Linked DNA regions of Sus scrofa: region 2 is linked to region 1. A link is a contact called in public HiChIP or PLAC-seq data. All regions are on one chromosome and are shown on one strand. Each heading gives the region's core, a stretch centred on a gene start, on an enhancer-like site or on the middle of the called end of the contact. The rest is flanking DNA. Distances are from core to core; before and after follow the strand shown. Region 1 holds the start of TSNAXIP1 (translin-associated factor X-interacting protein 1). Region 2 holds the start of LOC102161584 (proline-rich protein HaeIII subfamily 1-like).

Region 1 (6,255 bases), core at 2,508-5,007:
CTAAGAACAGTGTGATCTCCTAAGAATCTAACTGGACATTCCTTCACTCTACCCAGGGAAGGAATGTGATGGGGAAAGGCAGCAGCAGCAACATGGACATAAGTGTCTGAGATGAGGTGAGAGCAACTGATAGGTGAGGCTACTCCACTGCACACCCTAAGCCCTGCAGCCAGGGAAGGTCACCAAACATGCCAGGGGCTCAGGGCTTAGCCACAAAACAGGTGCACCATCATCTGCTCCAGCCACTTTCCAGCAAACTGGTGAGGATCAAACTAGGTAATACAGGAGAGCTACACAACCAGTTAACACCTGGGTCATGGACCAAACCCAAGTCAGAAACTCACCTCCAACATTCACAGGAAACAGGAAACAAGCTGATTACTGTCTTCCCTGGAACCGCCCTTCGCCTCCTGAAAACCACACCTGGCCCATCTAGCTACATCTTAGCCATGAAAAGGCTTTCAGGGCCATAAGCACATACATGGATATTCATACACTTCCCTTCTGACAGTGGTAAACTGAAGCAGGCTACCACAGGCATCCATGACCTGGGACCTTTCTAAAACTGAGGCTTCCAAGTCAACTTAACAGCAATATTTACAACATGTAAATATGCTAGGAAAGTTGGGAGATGCTCAGCTTTCTCTAGATTGGCAGCCAAAACCTGAGTAAGGTAATCTGACAAGACCTTCACAACTAAAATGTTAAAAAAACCAGGTGAAGGAACCCACATCTCTACAAGTAAACACTTCTGAAAAACTGCTCTCCTCTTTCACTAGCTCAGCTGTTATCTATAATTAAGGACTCTAAAGAAGATAATCTATTTGCCTCCCTACAAGTTTAAGAAACCCCCCTCGGTTTCTTTGGTAGTATAAAACCATAGCACCAACATTTCAGTCTGTATCTTTGCAGTGTTTAAGAGGCCATTCTCATTCACACTAGTTTAAGCACATTAAATATATGCACTCTGGGGAGTTCCTGTCATGGCTCAGTGGAAATGAATCAAAGTAGCATCCATGAGGATGCCAGTTCTCATGGTTCAATGCTAGTCCACTGGTTCGAGCCCTGGCCTTGCTCAATGGGTTAAGGATCTGGAATTGCTGTGAGCTGTGGTGTACGTTGCAGACTCGGCTCAGATCTGGCGTTGCTGTGGCTGTGGTATAGGCTAGCAGCCACAGTTCTGATTCAGACCCTAGCCTGGGAACCTCCATATGCCGCAGGTGCAGCCCTAAAAGGAAAGAAAAATAATGCACTTTCATCAGATGGTGGAAATGGAAAAATACAAGCTTTAAAGCCCTTTAATTATACAAGCTTCCTGCAATAAACAGGAATAAAAGTAAAAGACACAATAGCTTGCCATCCTTACAATTTCAGAATCATAGAATTCTGGAACTGAAGGCAGTTTAGCGCTAGCCTAGCCCCCCACAGTACAGACAAAGAGATCTAAGCCCCATGACCTACCCACAACCACACAACTCTCCCAGGCAGGGATGTTAAGGCTTCACTGAGAAAGCAGGCAAAGCTCCAACTGCAGCAGTCCTGCCCCCAGCATCGCCCCCTGGCTGGGCATTTTGCATGCACCACAAGGGGGACAGTCCCAAGGAGAAAGAAAGTATTCTGAACACTCAGGAACACACATTTGGGGTTGGCATGAAGGTCACTGGTGGGGTTAGCAAACTCCCCACACCAGACCTAAGATCTGATGAGGAAAGCTTTCCCAAGGCAGGTGAAATCATGTTATTTCACAACTTAAACACCTGTTTTACAACAATTACCAGGAAAAAAACAGAGAGACTAGGAAAAAAGGAAGAAAAATGACAAATCTCCCCTGTGATGTCCTGTGTCTGCTTAGATCACCCTAAAATAGGGAGCTTCCCTAATGCTGACTTTAATATGGACCTTCCTAAAGCTGGTCCAACTGGTGTTCAAGTCCCGAGACTGAAAAACAAGTTTATGAGTAGCAAGGTCACCTGATTTTGACCATGTGCATGCTGTTTACCCTAAGATGACAGGCCAGTGGCTGCCGCAGCTTTGATGAATGCTGCAAAGACTTTACTACTCCTTTGAAGTCTAAAGGGGCCTCTACATGACTAATAACCATAAAAAGGAACCTTGAATGCAGCAAGAGTGTGAAAGGAGGGAAGTCACAAACACCCCACAATAATGGGGAAACTCCATTCTGGACACTGAATTGTTAATGTAAACTTGGTTCCCTCACCTATGAGGTACCTCATTTCGTCATCACTAAAGAGAAGCCCCTCCTCTACACCAGGTTCCTAACTGCCATCAAAGGCTGCTGCTTAGACCAGGCCATGCCTACAGCCAGGTAACAGAGGCAGCCACTATTAATCCCCTCTGCAGCCCAGACCCATACAGCTCAGCAGCTCACACAAGTCACAAGGGTCAATCAGGAGACCTCAAACTTTGACCAAAAGGAACAGCTCAGTATTGGGCTTACCCATCTCTTCCTTTGCTGACAATCTTCACCTCAAAGTAATAAATGCCACAGGCAGCAGGTATGGGGTGGGTGGCGCGCACTGAGGCTGCATCTTTGTGATTTTTGCCATGACCTAGTAAGAGAGGACAAAGAAATTTCAGCAAAAGGAAATGCAAATGGAAGACTCATTCTTCTCTGCTCCACAGCAACTTCACCCCTCATAGCCAGAGGAAGCCCTTTCCTGGTCCAAGGTGTAATTAGACAACAACTGAGCAAACACACAAACCTCCCACCTCATCCTCAGAACAGTAGCACTGTCTGAGACACTGTCTCCATACAAACCACAGGAGGCATATGCAAGGTGGGTGACAAGTGAGAGATTCCCTCGTGCTGCTGCCAGACTCTCCAGAATACAAGCAGCCAAGCAGCCCACTTAGGAGACTAAGGGAGGAAGAGGCAGCCCTGGAAGATGGCCCCACAACTTTAGCACAGAACCGTAGGCAGTGTCTGAGATGTCCAGCAGGTAAGCAAGCTCATGCACCTCTGGCTAATAGAGAGGATGAGACCACTAATGTCTACAGAGACGTTTAAAGCTAAGCAGTGGTGAAGGGCCCAGGGAGAGTTCCAACTACCACAGGACAGGCAAGAAGGCCTTGGGTGCAATGTCCAACCCAGCACTGGGTTTGGACACCTGTTGAGGTTCTCCTGACATCCGAAGTCTCACGGCAGAGTAGGCTAAGCAGCCAATCCTCGGTCTGGTCAGCCCACCACCCAAACACCCAACAGGAGCTAAGGCCTAATCCGGAGCTTGGGGAAAGGAAGTGATGAAGCAGGGGCTGGACAGCACAGCCACCCTGCTGACGCTCTGGCCTTTTACCCCCCGCGGCCAAACAGGCCGATACCTTTGTAGTGGACGCGGAGGTTGCCCTGGGAGAGGCCGATATAGTTGTACTTGTCCTTGGGGCTCCAGGAGCGCGGCAGCGGCGTCTCATGCTGGTTGACCGCGGGATACAGGCGCTGCAGGCGCCGGCTCAGTTCCTGCTCCCCCGGAGACGGCAGCCCGCCCCCAGCGCCCCCGCCGGAGGAGTCTCCAACCTGCGGGCTCCCAGCTCCCGGATCCGCCGTCGCCGCCGCCATCTTGGAGGGAGCTGCTATTGTGTCACTGGGGGCGGGGAAGAACAGGACTAGATCCGCCCCGCTCAGCCAATGGCCGGAGAGCAAACCCGGGCCGCAGGGAAATCGAGTCCGAGTTAGGTACCTCTCTTTGCATACTGCCACGCCCTGCCATATTTCGGACTTCATTTCCCAGAATGCAGAGCTCTCCATAGGGAGGCTAGCTCGGGCTGGTAAAGAACTTTGGGAGATGTAGTACAAACCGACTCAGTCATAAGCCTGCTTAGCCAAGCTATTAGGACACCAAAAACTACAGTTCCCGCTGGCAACGCGATTCTGGCCTCTCACTTCGCCTCCCTCACCCATGGCCTCTGTTTATCCTCCTGCCTCAATTCTGGTCGCTAGAGTCATATCTGCTGTAGTGACAGACTCTGAGAAGACCCTATTCCCAAGTCTGACCCCATCTTGGCTACTTGGCCTTCCTCCTAGCCCGCGGGCTCTGGGCTGGGGGCAAGACACAACCTTGACCCCGCCCCCGCCGCTGGGCTGCTGGGAACTGGTCGCCATGGCGACGAGCTGTACACTAGCACGGCTTTCCAGTTCGCGAGTGCTGGCTGCACGGCTGCCCTAGGGTCATGGCCTCCTCCAAACCGCAGTGCCCCAGCTTGGCGACCACGTCGAGGTAAGCGCTGGCAGGGCTGAGGGCGGAGAAGAGGGCTTTACTACTTCCAGAAAAAGAAATAAATGGTACCTGATTCGGACCTCTCTCCGTTGGTCTGGGGCTCCAACCGCACAGGATAGGTGATGAAGAAACAGAATCTCAGATGACTCCTCAGCTCAGGGAGGCCGTTACATTCTTGTAAAAGGGCAGGCATACTTTATCATTAGTAACAGCCATCTTGTTTGTATTGAGCGTGCCAAGTTTTTTTGTTTGTTTGTTTGTTTGTGTTTTTTTATCTTTTTAGGGCCGCACCAGCGGCGTATGGAAATAACCAAGCTAGGGGTCGAATGGGAGCTGCAGCTGCCGGCCTATATCACAGCCACAGCAACACTAGATCCGAGCCACGTCTGGGACCTGCACCTCAGGTCAGGACAACACAAGATCCTTAACCCACTGAACAAGGCCAGGGATGGAACCCGCATCCTCACGTATCTTCTGTCCGGTTCTTAATGCGCTGAGCCACAGCCGGAATTGTGCCATGCTCTTTACATAGCACAATTAACCCTCACAACAACTCTATGAATTAGTAATATCACCATTTTACAAATAGAGAAATAGAAGTCTAGAGAGATCATGAGTTTTACACCTGTTTATAAATGACTGAGCTAGGATTCAAACCCAGCCAGGCATGTGTGATTCCTGAAACTGAGCGCTTAGCCACAAGGTTAACAGCCTCTGCACCCACTGGTTTATGACAAAGAAGCATCACTAAGCAGCCTAGAAACATCCCGAGGCCTCCTGCTAGCTCCTGCCTGTATTCAGGGTGCAGCCTCTGGACACTGAAAATAAGATAACAAGCTCCGTTAGCCAGGAAAGTCACAAAGCATATATTTAAAACAAAAAATTTTGGAGTTCCCATCGTGGCTCAGTGGAAAGAAATCCAACTAGGAACCACGAGGTGGCAGGATCAATCCCTGGCCTTGCTCAGTGGTTAAGGATCCAGCTTTTTGGTGAGCTGTGGTATCGGTCATAGATGTGGCTCGGATCTGGTGTTGCTGTGGCTGTTGTGTAGGCCAGCAGCTATAGCTCCAATTAGACCCCTAGCCTGGGAACCTCCATATGCCGCAAGTGCAGCCCTAAAAAGCAAAAAACAGGGCAAATACCTTTCTAGCTCTAGAGAAGGCCCTTAAGTTCTGGGCCTCTGTTTCCATATCTCAAATATGGGAATGATACAGCCCACCTTACATTTTCAGGAAAATTTAGGCAGCGTGTATGAAGCTCTCATGACAGATCTTGCACATATTAAGCCTTCGGTGTTTAATGAGTGTATTTTCTCACTTCTACTCATTCCTAATGAAAAAACCTGATCGCACCTAAACTCTAATCCCCCAGGGTATGTGCTACCTTGGCAGAGAAAACTTACAAAAGTTAGGAAATTAAATGCCAATTTGATTATTCTATCCAGAGCTAAAATGAATCTACAAAAACCAGACAGTAGGCATGTGAAAAGGTGTTTTTACCCAACACAGGAAAGATTTAGGAAATGCAGTCATATTTGAAAGGGATATGAAATAGACTCAGAAAGGGAATCCCCATGTATTTTTAAAAGGAAGCATAATGTAATTGCTGAGGCTGAATTTGGTAGCCATACAAAACATCATTCCTACCCATATTCTTTTCTTTTTTTGGCCATGCCTGTGGCATTTGGAAGTTCCTGGGCCAGGGATCAAACTCATGCCTTAGCAGCAACCAAAGACACTGCAGTGACAATGCCAGATCCTTAACCCACTACACCACAAGAGAACGCCCATTCCTGCCCATATTCTTAATTGACCAGTATTTAGTGGTGTATAACAGGCCAGGCTCACTGCTTCCCTTAGAGGCATAGCATGGGTGTCCTCCTCCAGCTCTCCCTTAGAGCAGATCCCGGATGAGAGGTAGGCCAGACGTTAGCACTACACATATGCCAGTAGAACCCTCTAAAAGGAATCTTTGAGTTCCTGTCCTGGCTCAGTGGAAATTAATCTGAATAGCATCCGTGAGG
Region 2 (6,255 bases), core at 1,861-4,360, 230 kb before region 1:
GAGATTAGAAATCAGAAAACTTGGATCCTGGTACTGAGAAACCAAATTATCCCTTTTCTTCATGTCTGTACCCAAACAGCTGAATGTTGCTGGAGAAAAACCACACACTGGGCCAACTGGTTTAACTTTAAACTCATGATCACAAACTTTAAATGGGCACTGATTTCACCAAGACAGTCCTCCTAGGAAAAGTGCAAGCTTGTTTTCTCTCTCCCCTGTATTTGCATCCATCTTCACCTTTGTTATCCTAATTACCACAGTAGAAGCATCCTGTTCCTATCGGGTCAGTCTGCCCAGTTTCCTTATACCGTTCCATGGATCTCATCCTGATTTAAGTCAAGCGAGCCCTTCACTCTCCTGTATCACTTCCAATAGCAAATAAAGATGCTCTAGAACCCTTTGGTTTTTTTTTTTTTTTTTTTTTTTTTGGCTTTTTGGCTTTTTGGGGCCACACCTGTGCCACATGGAGGTTCCCAGGCTAGGGGTCCAATCAGACTGTAGCAGTCGGCCTACACCACAGCCACAGCAATGCAGGATCTGAGCCACATCTTCGACCTACACCACAGCCCACAGCAGCGCTGGATCCGAGCCTTGTCTGCAGCCTAAACCACAGCTCACAGCAATGCCCTATCCTTAACCCACTGAGCGAGGCCAGGGATCAAACCCCTAGTTGTTTGTTAATCCCTGAGCCACAAGAGGAACTCCAGCTTATGCAGTTTTAAAACATCTGACTTAGTTGCCAGCACCTGGAGATTTTACACACACACACGCACACGCACAGACACAGACACACACACAAACATCCAGATTTTCTTTAAAAAAACAAAGCAAAAACAAACCCAGATCTGTCAACATTGGGTTAGCATTCTCATAATGGAACAATCAGCTCAATGGAGAAGTGTCCCCTAGATGCTGGGTCCGTTTGTTCCCCGAGATCTAAGGTAAGGAAGTAAAGAATATAGTCCTGAGTTGGATTCCCTTATGGGAACCAAAGCTCTCCTCCCTGAACCATCAGAACATCTTCCAGTCGGTCTTTAGTGAACTTTATTGTCAACTGGCTAGACTCCGCAGGTGCATAGTAAGGGTGGGAGGGCGACCGCATGGTGAGGGGCTGAAGGACTCCGCCCACAGAGAGCGTAATAGTTCTCGGGCAAAGATAAGAAATATACGTTTTAAAACACAGATTTACACCGCGCCAAATACAAAAAGCGCTTTCGGCAAAACACTGCTAGGATCGTGTTAAAGCATAAAGTCTGGCCTTCCGTCGGCCTCTCCGGGATGAAGTGGCCTGGGCACCTAAGAAGCCCTAGCCCTCTTCTGTGATACCCCGTATTAGGAGCCCTCTTGAAGGGCGGAGAGATCCCCAAAGCCACTGGGCAAGGACTGCCCTGCTCGCCGTGACTCGCGGGCGTTGGATCGTTTCTGAGGAGCTGGGAGTGAGAGGGGATCCGCCCGGCCTTAGCGGGTGGCGGGTAGCAGTGCCGCGCTCCTCTCGGAGGGCGGGTCCCGACCGGCTAGGGCGGAGACTGGGGCCGCGCCCCGCCCAAGAGCCGCCTCAGCCCCACAGCCTAGTCCCGCGCGCGCTTCCTCCAAACACCCTCCCTCCCACCCCCGCCCTTACTGATTCAGGGCGGGAGACCGCAGCTAAGGAACCAGGTCAACAGGACCGGGTTCCTGGACCGCCCAGAGGCGACGGCACCTACTCAGGAAGCCCCACCCCGCGGGTGCCCGGACATCGGGTGCCCTCAGAGCCCACGCGGGACGAGTCGAGAGCGCGTGCGGCGTGACGCGACCCGCAGCGCGTCCCGTGACGCCATCGCGCCCGCTTTTGAAAGTTGGCGCCCGGGGCTGCCTCCCATGCTGCCCTGCGCCAACCCCTCCCCTCACCTTTCCTCCCCCGCCCTCCACTAGTCGCCCGGCCGGCCCCCCCCAACCCGTCCCTTCCCTTATCAGCACCCGCGGCCCCGGCAGCGCCGACGCAGGCGCACTGCACCGCGCCGCCGCCATTTTGTGTCCGAGCCTGTGGAGCGATTAAACCGTGCGCGGAGCTGCTTCTTTGGCGGCAGCGGCGGCGGCGGCAGCCCGTGCGGGTGCGCGGAGCTGGCTAGAGACGCCGGGTGGCCGGAGCGGTGGAGCGGCGGCGGAGCGAGCGCTGCGGGGGGTGTGGCGCGGAGGTAAGGGGGCCCCGGGTGGAGGAGGTTTCGCGGGCCGCCTCTAGGTGTCACGATGGGGCCGCTCCGGTCGGCGCTGGCTGCAGCCCGGCGCCAGCGCCGCCGCCGGGGGGTGTTTGTCTCCCTCTACCGTCCCTGCTGCGGCGCGGCCGCCGCCATTGCCCGTCGCCGCCGCGGCCCGGCCGGCTCCCCCCCACCCCCCGCACTCCTCCCGCCCGCTAGGCCTCCCTCTTGACGACGCGCTAGGCCTCTGGCGGCGGCGGCTACAGAGGCCCGCGCGCTGGCGACTCCATTTTCCTTCCTTTGTCTCTGCCCTCGAGGCCGGCTCTTGGCCCGGTGGATCTCCCCGGCCGTGGCCCGCCCTCTGCCCTCCGCCCCTCCCGCGTCGGGTGGCCCCAGCCGAGAGGCGATCTCCGCTCCCCGGCTTCCGCACCGCTTCGCTCTAGAGCCCAGGCCCCCAGTAACCGCGCGTGTAGCCGGGTCTCCGTTTAGTATGGTTGTCGGGCCCTTGCCAGCGCCTCTTGGGCTGCGTATTCTCCAGCCCACCTGGTCCCTGGCACTTACCCGCGCCTTGCGAGTGTCCCCCGCCGCCTGGCTGCTCGGCGGTCGCTCCCAGTCCGCACGTCGCCGCCGCTGGTCTCCGTCTCCACCGAGTGGCGCAGGCGGCGCTGCTGCGGCTGCGAGCAGAGGGACCCCAGAGCTGCCGAGAGCTCCCTCTGCAAGGCTGGCTGAGCTGCTCGCGCCTCGACGCCGCCGGAGCGGGCGGGGGGACGCGCGCTCGCCGCCCCCGCCTGGCCCGGCTGCGCCCCCAAACTAGCTCTTCGCCCTACCCGACTGGCGCGGCCCCCCCATGGTGGGCTGAAAGGGCACGAGTTCGACAACAAGTAGTTTTTCTCGAGGCAGGGTCAGATTCCTCTTGCAGTGATAGCAGCCTGACTGCGCTAAGATCTCAAAGGGATCAAAACTTAATTTCATTCTCAAGTGACGTGACTAATTCGTCAATTCGGGTTTATGGGCTGGCTAAATTGGTTCAGGCTACTCTTGGGTTTTCCTCTTGCTTTAAAATTTAAAACATCCTGACGCTGACTTCGTACAGTTCTTAGTACCTGATGCTTTAGGGCTAGGCGAAGGCAGTTCTGCCCCGGGATTGTGCAACCTGATCTAAAGCGCCAGTAGGGCAGAATGAATTTATTCTTGACTCCACTGGTAATTTGCCCATATGCTGAAATATGAGGGTTGATGTTGTAATTGAATCCTGGGTCAGTAGTTGCAGTTGGTTTATAAATATCTACGCTTAATGTAACTACTCTTTAGTAGCTGACTTCCTTCCTGTAGCCCTGAGTTCAGCAATAAGTAAACATTCACATATGTATAGGCTTCATGCTTTCTTTGAGTTTAGATCGGCTGGGAAAGTTAAAATTTTAAACCCCTTTAGGGGGCAAAAGAGGCTAAACAGGGCATGTGTGTTAAATTCACTCTGTCCTTAAGTCTTCTTGCGTCGTTAAAAAGCTGCTTGTTGAATTATCAGTCTTTTCTTTTTCCTCAGATATTCTGGTACCTTAATACACTGGTGCAGCAGTTGATGTATCAACTTGGGTAGCTTTAGAAAGGGGAAAGTATTGATTAACTTTTGAGGGGGCAGGAAAGCTATATTAAGTTTATGAGGAAATTAAAACAGCCTGGTGCTAATAAGCAAAATTGATTGGTCTACTCTGTGTAATCTCAATCTGTAGAATTTTGCACCAGATGCCTCAACTGGGGAGTCTTTTCAACATTATGTTCCTTCTCCACAATAAAATTGTGCTAAGTAACTAAATGCAATTGGACTGTCATGCTTAGGAATAGAATCATGTTTAATTGACTAATATATTAGGCCATTTGTATAATTTTTGGCATTCTTGTACTTTTCAGTTTTACTTTCTTTTTGAAATTGTGGGTGGCAAGTGGCATGTTTTACTTATTAAAATAAGCTCCGCACAGATTAAAGTCTGCAGTTGAGTTAGGAGGAAATCTTATTTTCCCAAGTTAGCATTGTGCTCCATAGATGATATTTTATTTCTTAATTGATTTGTACCATATATACAGTCACCAGCTTTTTGGTTTTACAGATCATTTCTGTTTTTTTAATGCTGTAGATCTTGTCCACAGAGTTGCTATCCTTTGAGATTTCCTAAATGCCAAGGTCTGTACTTAGTTTTTATTGGAAAACTAAATTTACAGAAAATAAATGGAGGGAGAGTTCCCGTCATGACTCAGTGGTTAACGAATCCGACTAGTAACCATGAGGTTGCAGGTTCAATCCTTGGCCTTGGTCAGTGGGTTAAGGATCCGGTGTTGCTGTGAGCTGTTGCTTGGATCCCAAGTGGCTGTGGCTGTGGCGTAGGCCAACAGCTACAACTCCCATTAGACCCCTAGCTTGGGAACCTCTATATGCCACGGGTGTGGCCCGAAAAAATAAAAAGCAAAGCAAAAAAAAAAAAAAAGAGTAGTTGTAAAAGTTATCTTTAGAGATCCATTCAACCAACTTAAAGTTTAGGAGCTGTAAAAGTTATCCTTAATATGCATTAGGATTTTAATTAGAGTTTTAATATGCATTAGAATTTAGAATTTTGCTTTAAACACCACATGAAAATGAAGGCACCCACCAAGGACTTCTGGGGGCTAGGGGAGTTCCTTGGGCGTGGCAGAAGCAACGGCGTCTAGGGCCCTGAGGAGGACCTGTAGCAGAGCCTTGCAGAGTGGTTGGTGCCTGCTGGCAGAATGCACTTCTAGAGGCTGGTATATTGCTGCAGGGATGTTGCCGGCATAAAATTTACTTCACATTATTTACTTTGTAAGCACTGTTTAGTTTCTTTTAAACCAGAAACCTAGTTGACCATCTGTCTTACCTTATTTACCTATCTTGTTTCAGGTGACTTCGGGCTTTTTTGCCAAAAATTAGGTACCTCTTCAAATAGGTAAAATTTGTCATAATTTAATAGTTTGATTAGGAACATAAAGGTTTACAAGGAATAATGGCAAATAATATATAACTTTGAAGACCATGGTTCACAATTGAATGTGTGGATTCGGCATACCATATGTGTGTGTGTGTGTATATATATATGTTTTCTTTTTGTTTTTTAACATCCCCAGATTTTCTCTAGTTGCTATCTTCAGATCTTACCTGGCAGTACCTTTGTGCATTTTTCCACTTTTGATCTTATTTTTAGTCACCCTTCAGTTTTCAGGGACATTCCTTTTGAGCCATGTTAGTGACAATATATCATCTCCAATACAAAAGTGTTGCTTGGACTAAATTCACTAATTCTCTATGCTATTATAAATTGCCTTTTCAACAGAGAAGATATTTGTTTTTTTCTTTTTTGCTTTTTAGGGCCGCACCTGTGGCATATGGAAGTTTCCAGGCTAGGGGTAGAATCAAAGCTGTGACTGCTGGCCTATGCCACAGTCACAGCAGTGCGGGATCTGAGCTGTGTCTGCAACCTACACCTCAGCTCACAGCAACACTGGATCCTTAACCCACTGAGCGAGTTCAGGGATCAGACCCGAGTCCTCATGGATGCTAGTCGGGTTCATTAACCACTGGGCCACCATGGGAACTCCAAAAAAGACATTTTTTGAGCTTTATCTGATAAAGTATTATATCAGCCTAGTTTTGTGGACTTTAGTTAATTATGACATGGCTTCTCTCTTAGCTGTATCTCATATGCCAAATTATTTAGAAACTCTTGCTCTTTCATTTCATCTGGGAGTTTCTTTCCGCTATCCCCTGCCATGGAGGTAAGTTCCACTGTACCATTGCCTGAAGCTTGATGATTCATTTATTTGTATTTTAGAGAGAAAATTGACCTTAAGATACTTGCAGTATTTCTCTAAAAAAGATATCTCATTGCTGTGCTTCACTGATTTTCTTAAGTCAGTGAAGGCTCTCCCATAGTTATCTTTGGACACTTGTGGTTTAGAGTAACTTAATCAGTGAATCACTGTTTGCTGAAGATAGGAAGTAAACTGTTAAAGGACCATTATTGCATCTATAAGAATTAATTTTTTGGTAGTTTAAATATGTATACATGTGCCATTA

Evidence for each region. HiChIP or PLAC-seq counts read pairs in DNA pulled down with a chosen protein or histone mark.
Region 2: an H3K27ac HiChIP or PLAC-seq map of alveolar macrophages shows a contact between it and region 1. The contact joins the promoter of LOC102161584 here to the promoter of TSNAXIP1 in region 1. A contact is called at or near these places in 1 of 5 promoter capture datasets (liver), 3 of 47 Hi-C or Micro-C datasets (heart right ventricle, liver and skeletal muscle) and 2 of 2 datasets of contacts at active chromatin or transcription factors (alveolar macrophages and skeletal muscle).

What each region holds. Positions count from the first base shown.
Region 1 is chr6:28,424,774-28,431,028 of Sscrofa11.1, forward strand. It overlaps TSNAXIP1 (translin-associated factor X-interacting protein 1), which reads left to right and starts at 3,758. Exons shown (of 16, transcript XM_021094108.1): 1 at 3,758-4,232. The coding sequence starts at 4,186. It overlaps RANBP10 (ran-binding protein 10), which reads right to left and starts at 3,610. Exons shown (of 14, transcript XM_003355780.5): 1 at 3,340-3,610; 2 at 2,459-2,570. The coding sequence starts at 3,574.
Region 2 is chr6:28,193,672-28,199,926 of Sscrofa11.1, forward strand. It overlaps LOC102161584 (proline-rich protein HaeIII subfamily 1-like), which reads right to left and starts at 3,111. Exons shown (of 3, transcript XM_021094085.1): 1 at 2,736-3,111. It also overlaps a transcript of CTCF not described here.